3 separate regions of the Mus musculus genome follow, and all the other regions are linked to region 2. The links are chromatin contacts, called in public HiChIP or PLAC-seq maps. All regions are on one chromosome and are shown on one strand. Each heading gives the region's core, a stretch centred on a gene start, on an enhancer-like site or on the middle of the called end of the contact. The rest is flanking DNA. Distances are from core to core; before and after follow the strand shown. Region 1 holds the start of Hipk2 (homeodomain interacting protein kinase 2). Region 2 overlaps Hipk2 (homeodomain interacting protein kinase 2). Region 3 has its middle 20 kb from the start of Hipk2.

Region 1 (4,493 bases), core at 263-2,762, 87 kb after region 2:
GGCCCAACAGTTCCCTGGGTTTATAGGATTACAATCTCCCCTAGCCCCTCCTCTTGGTTCCTGGCAAACCCGTTTCCCTCTCATTTGCGATTTCATACACAGAATATCTGAACAAAACCGAAAGAAAGCCAGATGGACCCACGCTAAAAGTATGTAAAGGGCTGCTATTTCAATGATTTCACGAGAGAAACATTTTCACGACGAAATAACTGAAAAAATCTGGCACACTTTGGTTGAAAAATACCCGGTACTACAAGCACACAAAACCCCATAGAAGAGTAAAAACTTAGTTGATTCCGGCTTGATTTTCTCGCTGCAAGCTGACGGAACTGACTGAAGAGAACCGAAAGAGTGCGCGAGGCAGCTGTATCGCCTTACCTTTTCTTTCTTCTAAAGACAGTCAAATGGGAAAAAAATCAGCCAACGCCAGGTGAAGGTGCACAGCACCGATCTACCCAGGCCGAGCCAGAAAACCTTCTTTCGCACCCCCTTCCCCGCCCCCCCCAAAAAGCCAAACTACATTCTCCCTTCCACACGCCAACTGCGGGGAGATTTTGAGCCTATTTCATTGTTCTGCCTGGGTCTGAAATGGACTTTTCATCTCAACCCTCTCTCATCGCTTGGCCCCTTTCAATCGGATTCCACAGCCACCACCACCACCACCACCCCCCAAAAATCGGAGGCTCGGGAAGAATAAAGGAGTGTGGGGTGGGAGTGGAGATGTTTGGAAAAGGGAGCAGAGAGGACGGACAAGTAGAAAGGAGATCGTTTAAAGGTAATGGGGGAGGACCGCATCACCTTCATTTATCACAAATAAACAGAAAGCAGTCACGGATCCGTCTTTTCCCACACGCCGCCCCCATTTCTTTTCTTTGGGCAGCAGCCCACCGGCACACACCCCCCAGCCGCCTTCTCTGCCCTGGAAATAAGATCCTGCTCCAGGCCGGCTCCGGTCCCGTCTGGACCCAGGATGGGGGCACCGGGGAAGGTCGCGAGCCCCCAGGACCAGGGCCCGGGGCTGCGGCCGGGGGCTGCCGGGCGAGGGGCCGCGGGCAGAACAAAGCTACGGGGGCCGCGGCTGGCCGAGCGAGCGGGGGGATCGCGGGCCGGGTGCCCCTTACCTTCGTACACGGGGGCCATCGGGGCCGGGGTGTCCGCGGTTCATGGCAACGGAGAAGGGAACGCGGCGCGCGAGCTCGGCCCCCTCAGCCTCAGTGGGAATCTGCCATCTTGAGCCTGTGTCTCCGCTCTCGGCGCAGCCCAGGCCGCCAGCGCCCGCATCACCGCCTCACTTGGCCGGCGCCGGGGGAGGGGGCCGGGCGGGCGCGTCGCCGCCGCCGCCGCCGCCGCCGTAGCCGCGGCCCGGGCCCTGCGCGGGGGGCTCGGCCGGCCCGGGGCGGCTAAGGCGCCGAGGCCAAGGGCCGGGCGGGTCCGCGAGGGCGGGAGCCGGGGCGGGCTGCGGCGGCCAGGGCCCGGGCCGGAGCTCAGCTCCGCATGGCTGTGAGGCGGGGGCGCCGGCAAAAGTTGCCCGTGAGGAGCAGGGGGAGGGGGCGGGGGCGGGGCGGCGCGGCCGGGCGCGAGCGGGCGGGCGGGCAAGCGCGAGCGAACGAGCCGGGAAGAGCCCCAGGGAGTCCGCGCGCAATCGAGCGCCGATGGCACGGATGCGAGGCGGGGAGGGCCGAGCCGAAGGGCAGAGCGGGGCGTCGGCGGGGGCCGAGCGCGGCCCGAGGGGAGCCGAGCGGCCGTGCGAGCGGGGCTGGGCGAGAGCGCGGTGCGCTGGCCCGCAGCCGCCGACCGGAGCTCCGCGGTGGAGGCGGCCACAACTTTGTGTGTGCGTGCTTGGGAGTGCGCGCGTGGGTGTGCGCGCGCCGGCCGACCGGGCCGGGGAGCGCGAGCGGCTGCTGCCGACAGCAGTCCCGCTGCCGGGCAAAGTGTCTTCACCCCAGCGCGTGCGGGCTCCGTTCTAGCCGACACGCGGGGGAAATGACTGGAGGGAGTGGGCGCGTAGTCCTCCCGGGAGAATGTCGGGGGAGCTCCCTGAACTGCTCGGGGAAAACGCAACGTCAGGATGGACGCCTGATCCCGATGTTTGGAGAGCCCTCTCCTCCATCATCCGGGTGGGAGGGTCCCACCTAGTGGCTCCAGGGTTTTGCTTTTTTTCTGCTCACTCGGGCCGGAGCGAAACGTTCTCTAAACTCTCCTAGCCTGGATCTCTGCCCTGATTTGCCTCTCCAGCTCGCTTCTGGACGTCTGCACGGGACGCCCTGCCTTTTGCCTCCAACTTACGAAAACTTGTTGAGTCCTGATATATGAATAGTTCATAAAAGAAATTAAGTGGGTGACAACAAAGCTTCTGAAAAGCCAACAAAATATTAGTATCCAGCAAAAAATATTTTGTCTCATAAACCCTTTATTTTCAGGTATGAATACTGGACACCTGATGTAAATTGTATTTCCTACCTGTAAATCATAGGTCCAAAACAGTTTAGAAGCTACCTTGAGGGTGGGGATGTAATATGATGACCTCTAACTCTGGAGAACTTTCTTTAAAACAAGCCCATTGTTTTCTTTTCTTTTTAAGACCATTGTTTTCTCACTATCTTTCCAGCTTCTGTATCCCGTGCCCATCCACCACCCAAAAATAAAAAAACAACCTAGCTCCTGCACACACGTGGCTGGTTTTGTTACTGGAAAATAAGTTTCACTTCATCTTGGGATGGTCCTTGACGGCGATCTTCTTTGCCTCAATATTTCATATTACATTACACTAGTGCTTTCCTTACTCTAATGTTCTTCACGTTGTAGACTCCTAGGCGACCATTGGTAAGGGGAACCTCAGAGATCATCTAGGCCTGCCTTGCCGTTTTGCAGTCCAAGAAGCCCACAACAGTAAAGGATATTATCCAATGATACAAAGTATTGGACCTTAACTTTAGATCTTTAGGCCCCTACGATCTTCCTTCACACTCTTCACTTGTCCCTTTCTATCCCCTTGTAATCCTTAACTGGTTTCCCTAGATTTGTTCATGGCCGGTTGCTCCTAAATACTGCTGCTCTCTCAAATGGAGTGGTTCTGGCCACTCCATGCTCCTACTTCTATCTTCTAAAGACTCACCTTCATCTAGTGCTAAGTCTCTTAGTTCCTTGGCTTTTAGTCAAGACAGACAGGTTCCAACTTACCTCTCCTAGGACATGATTTCAACAAATCACTGCCTCTCCAGCCCGACTGGTTTACCTGTGGTCCTCTGCCAACCTTGCTCATCTATGCCTTTGCCCAAAATGTCACATTCCCACAAGTGGTGTCTTCTCTCTTTAAAGAATTCCTACCTCCCTGCAGGTTGGCTCATTTCCTCCATAAAACAACCTAAATAATGTGAAGAAGACAAACCTGAGTTCAAACCCTAGTTCTCCCACTTGGCAAGTGTATGAACATGGTCTCCTTGTCTGACCTCACTGAACCTTGGTTTCTACATCTTAATTATAATAAGAATATTAATATGAATATACGCTCCCCTGCACTCATCAGTTTCTACCCCGCCTTTACTACATAGATATGCAATTGCTTGTTGCTTCCTCTGCCTCTTTCCATGCTGGTCAACAGAACTCTCTCCATTCACTTGTGGCACTGAACTTATGATGAAATGCAGCTAGTGCCTGAGGAACTAAACATTAATTCTAATAGGCACGGGTGGCTAGTGGCTACCATACTGGGCAGTGTATCTCTAACTATAAGCTCAATGAGGGCAGAAACCACACAGGTCTTACTTAACATGTTATCCCTAGCAACTATTCATTGCCTGGTGTATGTAGGCAATGGGTGGTAATGATAACTTATTGTGTCCTCACCTGTATCAGCACAGTGATTAGGAACTTGACTTTAAACAAACAAACAAACAAACAAACAAAGTGTTTCATACACTTCTCACCACTGCTTCTGAGATTAGATTCAAGAGAATTTGTTTAAATAGTAGGGGTTCAAGAAGAGGTAATGATTACTATTCCAAAGCCCTACTGATTTTCATCCTTTCTTTCCCTAGGATGATCCTCCTTTCGGTGTAAATCTTCTACCCCACCTGTACTGGCAGCTCCTTGGGGCAAGTTTCCCATCAGGCTTGCTAGGATAGCCTTCACCTCACTATTTGCCCCGGCTAGTAATGGCCTCTAACTCCATCCAAGATGCTGGTGCACAGCAGATAATCTGGGTAGTCTTAGTCTCTGTTATTCTCTGGAATGCCTCCCAGATAGACAGACACACATGTGTGCATGTGCAAGCATGCACGCAGGCACACACACTATGCAATAAAATGAAAGTGGCTTGTGTTATCTGAAAACATCTTGATGTTCCTTCCCATAGGAAAGCAGACACTGTGGGCAAAGAAATGGAGTCTCAAGAAAGAAAAGCACCTCCTTTTTAGGCCACTGTGACCAGAGCTGTCCCTTATGGATGCAAAACTTCAGTTGAGGAAACAAACAAACAAACAACAGCTGAGCTA
Region 2 (4,296 bases), core at 213-2,712:
AAACACAGCTCTGACGGCCTGCAAATTTCAACTGGGTCAGTCTTGCTGCATTATTTGACTTACTTGAAACTTTATTTAAATTTAGTTTTTGTTTGGGCCAATTTTGATGATAAAATTTTGTGCTGCAAAACTGAGGACAGGCTAAGTGGAGGTGGAGGAAGGAGGGTGGACAGAGTGGGGAGGAGAGAGGAGGGAGGGAGAGAAGAGGGAGGAGGGAGGAGGGTGGAAGGAGGAGGGAGGAGGTGGCCCTGTTTTTCTGGTCCCTCCAAATGGCTTTATTAGCTGATTTTGAAAGTTTGCGGTACATTTTCAAAATGCTCAACACCCCACAATTAAACCAAACCACAAATCTACTTCCAAAGCCAAAGGATGCTGGATTTTAAAGCCAAAAAATGTACTGGGAAAACCCAGTGGTATACACCCCTTCTTCCCTTAGTTCCTCTCTCACCAAAATGTGTGTAAACAAGGCAGGACTGAAAGACATCTCTATTGAATGCTGAACACTATGAAAGGAAGTATCTCTGTTTCTGGGAATTCAGATTCAACTTGTTTGCTTTATACGAAAATTAAGGATGTAGTTGCCACCACCAGAGAACACCTTTAAAGATCTCTACAATAAAAGCTCCCATACTTTAGAAAATTTCTGACTTTCCAAGAAGCATACGGGATGTAGCCTGGATGTTTATGTGCCAAGCTGAGTATGCTATGGTAAGCTCTTTTCTTATGGGGAGGAGACTAGAGTTCCCTGTGTGTAGTCTTCCAGCATTCCTTCTTCATTCCGAGCTGAGGATGCTTCTAGGAGCCTCTCTTGGAGATGCTCAATTGCTCTTGACTTTCCTGTCTCAGCCCCTACCTGATGAGACTTTGGATTTAGGGCAGAGCCAGTGTTCAGGGTCAGGTACAATGTGGCTACTACTCCAGATTCTAATTTTACTTGCTATGGAGTGGAGACCTTTTAGAGTTCAGTCCTAAATGATGTCAGCAGTGTTATCACCCACCACATACCCTCCTTCACTCACACATACACTCATTTATTTACTCATATCTTCCACTGAGGACCTACAATAAGCACTGTACTGCTACCAGGGCACTGCGTAAGATCCACACCGAGGCTCAAGAGACTTCTATTTGATCAAGACCAGATAAACATGAAATTATGTGAGCAGATGTTAGCAATGAGGGTCCTGCTGGGGTACAGGACAGGCATGCCAATTCTGCCTCCTACAGGATCTACCTAGGCTGCTACTTCTCATAGAAGCTTCCCCTAGTCATCTCAGATGTGTCTGCCCCAGCCTCTAGGTCCCTTAGCTGAACAGGGACATGCAAGGCTCTTGCCTCCACAAGAATCTGTGTTCCTTCACAGCAGGATCTGCCACTTTCCCCTCATCTCTGAGCCCCTACTGTACCTAACATCCTCTCTGGCATGTGTCAGTGCTCGCAAATGTTTACTGTTGTTCCAAGTATATTCAATGGTAAACCACAGAAGTGAGACCTTCTGAGTACTGTACTGAAAGCCCACACACACCCATTTCCTCTGAAGACCTAGAAGACAAAGGCAGGGCCTCTGAACGCTAGACCTGCCAAGCTACAAAGAAGCTCTGTACTCCCCAAAGCTTTTGCTCCCCTCTCTAGCCTCATCCCTTACCTTTTGAATGGTGACGGTCCCTTCCTGAGGCTATTCAGCATCACAGAGTCACAGATGGGGAAGGCGAGCAGAAGTCCCATCTTTTTTGATGAAATATCAAGGCAATGCAGGGAAAGGAAGATGCCCTTTCATTCCAGAGATGAGACATTTTCACACCACGAGCTCACTAACAACTTGCACTGGCTAGCAATGAAAACAAGGCTATACAATATTTAGCATTTCCCAAAGGCCTGTAGTTTCAGATAGAGTCCAGGCTTTGACCTTCTTTATGGTCTTTCTGACACATATATGCTTTATGTTTTAGAATGAAGATACAGAAAGATCTGTGTTAATTATCTACTGCCACATAACCAATCACCATCATAGCTTAAAATAGTAGTTCTGTAGGTTAGAGATTCAGCAGTGGCCTAGCTGGGCGATATGGGTCAGGGTCTGTCAAGAAGCTATAATCAAGATGCTCCCTTTCCAAGTTCACTAACACAGCCGTTGGCTGAAGATCTCAGTTCTTCCTTATGTGGGCTTTTACAGGGCTGGGCTCACAATGGGAGACAAGGAACAGGCACCAAGGCAGAAGCCAGCATAGCATCTATAATCTAATCTTTGAAGTACTATGCCATCATTTCTGTCAGATCCTACAGAGCCCACAAATCAGCCCTGAATACTAGGAGATGAGGACCACTGGGAGCCGGCTACCACAGGCATACTCTAGCAATGGCGTTCATATATCTTCATTATGATTGGTTATTTCCTTTCCAAAGTCAGACAGACAAATGGACAGGTAGGTAGGTAGATCCATAACCCGGTATTATAGACTCACCAACAAAATTTTCAACAGATAGTTTTTTTTCCTCCTATGTCCTTAAAGGACTACTGATACATTAGAAAGAATCTGTAATTACAAAATAGGGTCAGAACTTTCAAATGGAGATATCCAAAACTTTCTTATTGTGAGAAATGGCATTAAGTACATTCATTTCATATTATTGTATCTTCATCTCCACCTACTACATCTAAGTCTAATGGAAATCATACATACCTATTAAGCAATAACTCCAGCACCCGTAACCCCTGGTAACTACTGTTCTACTCACTGTCTCTTAGAATCATACTATTTGTCTATTTGTATCTCACCTTCTGGGGCATGTGTGTGTGTGCAAATGTATGTGTGTTTTTATTAGTAATCAAACCCAGAGCCTTGCGTATTCTAGGTTTCAGCAGCCCAATTTCCTTTCTTTTCAAAGTGTGGTAGCATTTTAGTGTGTGTGTGTGTGTGTGTGTGTGTGTGCACATGTGTGTGCACATGTGTGTTTATATTCTATTGTATATATGCTATATGCTATTTCTTCATTAACTCTCTTTCTTTAAAAAAATTATTTATTTTATGTATATGAGTACACTGTAGCTGTCTTCAGATAATCCAGAAGAGGGCACTAGATCCCATTACAGATGGTTGTGAGTCACCATGTAATTGCTGGGAATTGAACTCAGGACCTCTGGAAGAGCTGCCAGTGCTCTTAACTGCTGAGCCATCTCTCCAAGCCCCTCATTATCTCTTAATAGACACTTTGCTCTACCTTTTGACTGATGTGAACAATGCTGCTGTGAGCATGTGTATTCAAGCATTCTATAATTATAAAAACCAAACATATTTGAACATGTTAAACATGAGTGAGCTGAAGGATGAAGACCTTCCTGCCCCGCTGGTAGACAGTCCTTGGCCTGCCTGAGGCTAGGGCCTAGCCTAGTGATCGTAGGCAATGGCTACAGAGAAATGCAGTTTTATTCTATTCAAATGCACTGGGGGGATTGGAGAGATGGTTCAATTGGTAACCATAAAACCCAAGTTCATATCCCCAAGTAAAAGTCCTAAGTGGTAGCCAGCATCCATGACTCCAGTGGTGAGAGTTGGGGAAGGCAAGAAGACAGGCAAATCCTTGGAGCTCATTGGCCAGCCAGTTTAACCAGTCAGTGAGTACCATGGAGTACCCTGCTTAGTAGAGACCCTGTCTCAAAACACAAAGTGGAAGAGTGTTGAGGAAGCACTGTGATGACTACTGCCCTCCACATGCATGTGCATCGTCATGCACACACACACACACGTGAACACATATATAAACACACATACTACACATACATATTATTAGTTTACCTTCTCAAAAATAATGTCCTATTGTAAAATACATGTTGTTTTTTAAATCCAAACAAACAAAACTCTTGAGATAAGGAAATTTTTTAGGAAGAAATGTTGACTCTTAAAATTCAACTGATACCTGAGTATGCTGTTATATGCCTGTACTTCTAGTACTCAGAAGGCAAGGAAGGAGGATTGTGCATCCCAGGCAAGGCTGGGCTACAAAGAGTGTATGATCCAGTCTTTAAAAATCATAAAATAAAACTAAATAAAAAAAAACTCAGTTAATAGTTCTAAACTGAGGTGGAGAATTCAAAAGTATAGAAATAATAAGTATATAACAAAACGGCTCTTCCCTTCTCTCCAGTAGGGCAACATAGCATACCATCTTGCCTAGAAAACTCTCCTTCACCTATGTTAGCCTAATGTTACCTCAGCCACAATCAAGGACATCCACAGGAAGAGCTCTTGAGTACAGACCTGTCTGCCATGGTCAGATCCTAGAAGTCAGCAGAGTTCA
Region 3 (4,279 bases), core at 808-3,307, 110 kb after region 2:
CCAAAAGGTCCAGTTCAGTAAGAGACTTTTTCTCAAAAAGTGAGGTGATGAGGGCTGGAGAGATGGCTCAGAGGTTAAGAGCACTGGCTGCTCTTCCAGGGGTCCTGAGTTCAATTCCCAGCAACAACATGGTGGCTCATAACCATCTATAATCAGATCTGGTACCCTCCTCTGGCCTGAAGGCATACATGCCTGCAGAAGCCTGTATACATAATACATTTTTTAAAAAATCTAAAGGAAAAAAATGAGAGATAGAAGATGCCCAAAGTTCTATGATGGCAGATCACAGACTAGACAAAGGTAGTGGTTTAAAAATAACTGTACAAAGGAATAACGATTTATCCAAACCATCTTATAGCATCCAGGGACAAAAACAAGTGAAATAGCAAGCTAGTCACAGAAGGAGACCACCCATGAGTGCTGCAACCAAGAGAAAGAAGCCATTGTGAAAAGCCATGCTACTGGATCCTCCTAGCTGGGATGTTTGAAGACAGCCAAGGATATAGAAACACCAGACTAGTCCTCAATTGTCAAGGATGCCTGGGGACGAGAGAGGGACAAAGAGGTGGGACACAGAGGACTTTTAGCCCAATAAAACTGTTCTTCTTGTTTACTGTAATAGATCCATCACTGTACATTCGTCAAAACTCCAGAACAAACATGTAACAGGAAGAATGAGCCCTAATGTAAACAATGGAGTAGTACACTGTCAGTATTGGTTCATCAGTTGTAACAAATGTACCACATTAATACAAGATGTTAATGGCAGGGTAAAAATCTGCATGAGGTCGGGGAGAGGGACACAAAGAGCTGTATGAGAATTATTTGTGTTTTCTGCTCATTTTCCTGAAAAAAAAAGTCTGCTACTAATCTGAAGATTTTGACTGAAACCCCCAATGAACTCAGGGATAAAGATGTCCTATTTGAACCTGTTGTATTGGCCCACGCTTATAATCCCAGCAGTTAAAAGATGGAAGCAAGAAAATTACTGTGAGTAACCATGGCGAGTCCTAGGCAGAACAAGGCTCATTCATACTCAGAAGAAGAAGAAGAAGAAGAAGAAAAAGAAGGAGGAGGAGGAGGAGGAGGAGGAGGAGGAGGAGGAGGAGGAGGAGGAAGAAGAAGAAGAAGAAGAAGAAGAAGAAGAAGAAGAAGAAGAAGAAGAAGAAGAAGAAGAAGCAGCTTTTATAGGTCAGAGTTGGCCCTGTTCCAAAACAAAGCAAGACAACCCCAAACTAAAATATGTTATGTCTTCATGCAACCTGCATTTCTATAGATTGTGGCTACTATTTGTACACACTTAAATTTGCTACTTAGTATAGTGTTGATACAATATCTAGGGGTTTAAAATCAACCAACTGAATAAGGGCAGAAAATATAGAAAGATACATTCTCATGCTGCAGGTCCTTCCAAATTCTGATGTTAAAGAAAACCTCAGCATTTAGCACACACATTTTAATAGGAAGAAATTCCATGATAATAAAATTGTGGAATCTTTCTATCAGGAGGACTGGGATCTGAGTGTACGTGGGTGTGGCTGTGTGGAGGTGAGAGGTCAATGCCAGATGTCTCCCTCAGTCATGCGGGTGCCCGGAATCAAACTTAGGTCTGCAGGCTCACCCAACAAGCCCTTCACTAATGGGGACTTAGCCCCAGCCCCACATTTTCTCTAAGACTTGAACTTAACTATATGGATCTGAGGGTGACTTCAAACTTCTAACACTTCTGGCTTTACTTACTAGTTGTAATCATGTAATTATTTACAGATTACAGTCATGTTCCTCTATGTTTAAACTATGCAGTACAAGGGATCGAACCCAGGACTTTATGCATACTGGGCAAGCACTCTCCTAACTGAGCTATATCCCCAGCCCCAAACTTCGTTTTTATATTCTTTTTGTCATTGTTGTTAGGTTTTTGGTTGTTTTGCTTGGCTGGTTTTTGGAGGGAGGGTTTTTTTTACTTTTGCTTTTGTTCTTGTTTTTGAGACAAGGTCTCTATGAAGCCCTGGCTTTCCTGGAACTCTCATTGTAGACCACACCGGTCTCAAATTCACAGAGATTTCTGCCTCCGCCTTCCCCTCTTTCTGCCTCTGCCTTCCCCTCTCTCTGCCTCTGCCTCTCTGCCTCTACCTCTCTGCCTCTGCCTCTCAAGTGTTGGGACTAAAGACATGGGCTACTATCACCCGGCCCTTAATAGATACTTTGAGGACAAGCCATATTACCTAGAATGAGATGAGTATTTGTAGTCAGAGGCAATCAGCTCAGTTAGTAATGGAGCCCAATTCAAAGTGTTGTTTTCAACTTTGAACCACTGTGCTTAAGATAACTGACCAAGGATACGCCTCCCCTGTGACTATATCCAAACTGTTTGTTCTTTACCGCCCCCACCCCGTAGTCACAGCTTCCAAATCTATTAATTCAGCTATGAATTCAATCAAAACCATTCCTTACAAATGGCATCCATACTAAATTTGTCCAACTTTTTTTGTCATTATTTTCTAAACAGTGTAGCATCATCTAAGGGCTCTTTACTTAGATTTGCATGGTGTTGGGTATGGGAAGTACAGATGATTTTAAGTAGACACAAAAGGTGCACGGGGAGCAAACCCTACACCATCTTACACAAGGGACTCTGATGTCTTCAGGTTTTAGTATCTTCACGATTCTGGAACTAATTCTTTGAGGATACTAAGGAATGATTATTGAGGTCAGGCAAGGATTTGGGCCACAGAATTTGCCATCATCTAATTTCCCTCATCTAAGATCATCTTTTGTGGCAACTAAAATGGCTGAACTTAGAGACAAAAACCTTAGTCTCTGCCTTGACATGGAGAACACAGCTGGTTGCTAGAAGCTGCTTCATTATTAGAGAGGAAGTATAAGGTTTTCCCCACCAGTCGACCTGTATCTTCTGTCCCAAATACACAGTGCCCACCAGCTCTTTGCTTGTTCAGGAACTCTTTGTATTTGGAAAGGAGGCAGAGAGATAGGAGGGTAAGCCAACGGAGGTGGCAAAGCTACTGGTCACCCTGAAGTGTGTCCACTTACAGCTGAGACTGTATCCAAGCACCATAAAAGGGCCGTACCAGACTCACAGAATCCCCCTGAATCCTGAGCATTGGTCTAGCCGAATAAAGTTTATTTGATTCCATCTATCACCTCCTCAAATAATTATGAACAGCGTGTTTACCAACTAAAGCAAAGAGACGCTTAAATTCTTCCCAGAACACTCAGCTCTGCATTCCAAGTGCTTAGCCTGGGGGTCGCCATTGTGCACACACAATAAATCTTAGTGTATCAGGAATCCAGGCAGTCTCGAAGCTCCGATGACAGAGATTTTTTTTTCTTTAACAGACAGAAGTCAGGGAGGGCAATCAAACAATGAGACTCGGGCAAGGGCGGCTCTGAACCTCTGAGCTGTGTGTGGGAGAAGACAGATGAGGCAGGAATTCTGAGAAAGATAACAAGAAGCAAGCTAGAGAGGAAAGAAAGAAGTTGGTGAAGCAGGAAGAGAAAAAAGCTCTGAAATAAAGCGGGGTGAGAGATAGAAGCTCGTGTGTGTGTGTGTGTGTGTGTGTGTGTGTGTGTGTGTGTGTACACCGTGAGCAGGGGTCATCAGAAAAGGAAGCATACCAGGAGGAAACCAGGGAGCACTGGGTGGGTCAGGCCAAGCTTCACTGCAGAGAAGCAGGTACTTTGTTCAAACTGCATTACTCGCTGCCTGCCATCTGGCTTCCGAGGTGTGTGAGGAAAGCAAAGCAGAAAACAAAATGCCGGTCAGTAACCCTGACAATAGAAACTTGTCTTCCGTAGAGGTTTTGAGAAGTGTGAGACAAGAATCTATCTGTAGGGGAGACCAGCCCCTTCATAAGTGTCATGCAACCAAGCTCGTAGAGGGTGATGTTTGCTCCCAAATCTTTTTTTGGTTTTGGTTTTGGTTTTTTTTTTTTTTGAAACAGGGTTTCTCTGTATAGCCCTGACTGTCCTGGAACTCACTCTGTAGAGCAGGCTGGCCTCGAACTCAGAAATTCTCCTACCTCTTCCTCCTGAGTGCTGGGATTAAAGGTGTGCGCCACAGCTCCCAAATCTTGATGGTTACATTTCAGATAGAGTTTTTACGTACCACCGAAAATGCAGGAGCTGAACTTTGCCTCTGAAATGTAACAAAAAGAAAAAAAAGAAAAAAAGAAAAAGGAAAAGGAAAAAAACCTTGAAAGCAATTTTTAAAGAAAGATTGATCGTGCTGAGTACAACAGAGCAGACCAGTGGTTCTCAA

Evidence for each region. HiChIP or PLAC-seq counts read pairs in DNA pulled down with a chosen protein or histone mark.
Region 1: an H3K4me3 HiChIP or PLAC-seq map of fetal liver shows a contact between it and region 2, with 2.2 times the contacts expected there. The contact joins the promoter of Hipk2 here to the enhancer-like site in region 2. A contact is called at or near these places in 17 of 39 promoter capture datasets (the 3T3-L1 cell line, the C10 cell line, the HPC-7 cell line and 12 more), 1 of 15 datasets of contacts at CTCF or cohesin (CD8 T cells), 15 of 484 Hi-C or Micro-C datasets (the 3T3-L1 cell line, CD4 T cells, the G1E-ER4 cell line and 10 more), 17 of 115 datasets of contacts at active chromatin or transcription factors (CD8 T cells, T-cell acute lymphoblastic leukemia, bone marrow-derived macrophages and 12 more) and 3 of 9 other capture datasets (adipose tissue, liver and pancreatic islet).
Region 3: an H3K27ac HiChIP or PLAC-seq map of regulatory T cells shows a contact between it and region 2, with 3 times the contacts expected there. The contact joins two enhancer-like sites. A contact is called at or near these places in 6 of 484 Hi-C or Micro-C datasets (B cells, CD8 central memory T cells, the G1E-ER4 cell line and 2 more), 6 of 115 datasets of contacts at active chromatin or transcription factors (CD8 T cells, bone marrow-derived dendritic cells, bone marrow-derived macrophages and 3 more) and 1 of 9 other capture datasets (bone marrow-derived macrophages).

What each region holds. Positions count from the first base shown.
Region 1 is chr6:38,874,678-38,879,170 of GRCm38.p6, forward strand. It overlaps Hipk2 (homeodomain interacting protein kinase 2), which reads right to left and starts at 1,513. Exons shown (of 15, transcript NM_010433.2): 1 at 1,122-1,513. The coding sequence starts at 1,140. It also overlaps a transcript of Tbxas1 not described here.
Region 2 is chr6:38,788,134-38,792,429 of GRCm38.p6, forward strand. All of the region lies in intron 2 of Hipk2 (homeodomain interacting protein kinase 2), which reads right to left. 4930502C15Rik (a long non-coding RNA gene) reads left to right here. Exons shown (of 4, transcript XR_003956279.1): 4 at 1-4,296. Among named protein-coding and RNA genes, the nearest start is that of 4930502C15Rik, 53 kb to the left of the region's middle. Within about 2 kb of position 1,463, at least 50 of the 459 cell types and tissues checked have an H3K27ac peak or open chromatin away from gene starts, as enhancers often do. A contact at or near this core is called in CD8 T cells, the G1E-ER4 cell line, the HL-1 cell line and 9 more, where this site is marked.
Region 3 is chr6:38,893,889-38,898,167 of GRCm38.p6, forward strand. It overlaps a transcript of Tbxas1 not described here. Among named protein-coding and RNA genes, the nearest start is that of Hipk2, 20 kb to the left of the region's middle. Within about 2 kb of position 2,058, at least 3 of the 459 cell types and tissues checked have an H3K27ac peak or open chromatin away from gene starts, as enhancers often do. A contact at or near this core is called in regulatory T cells, where this site is marked.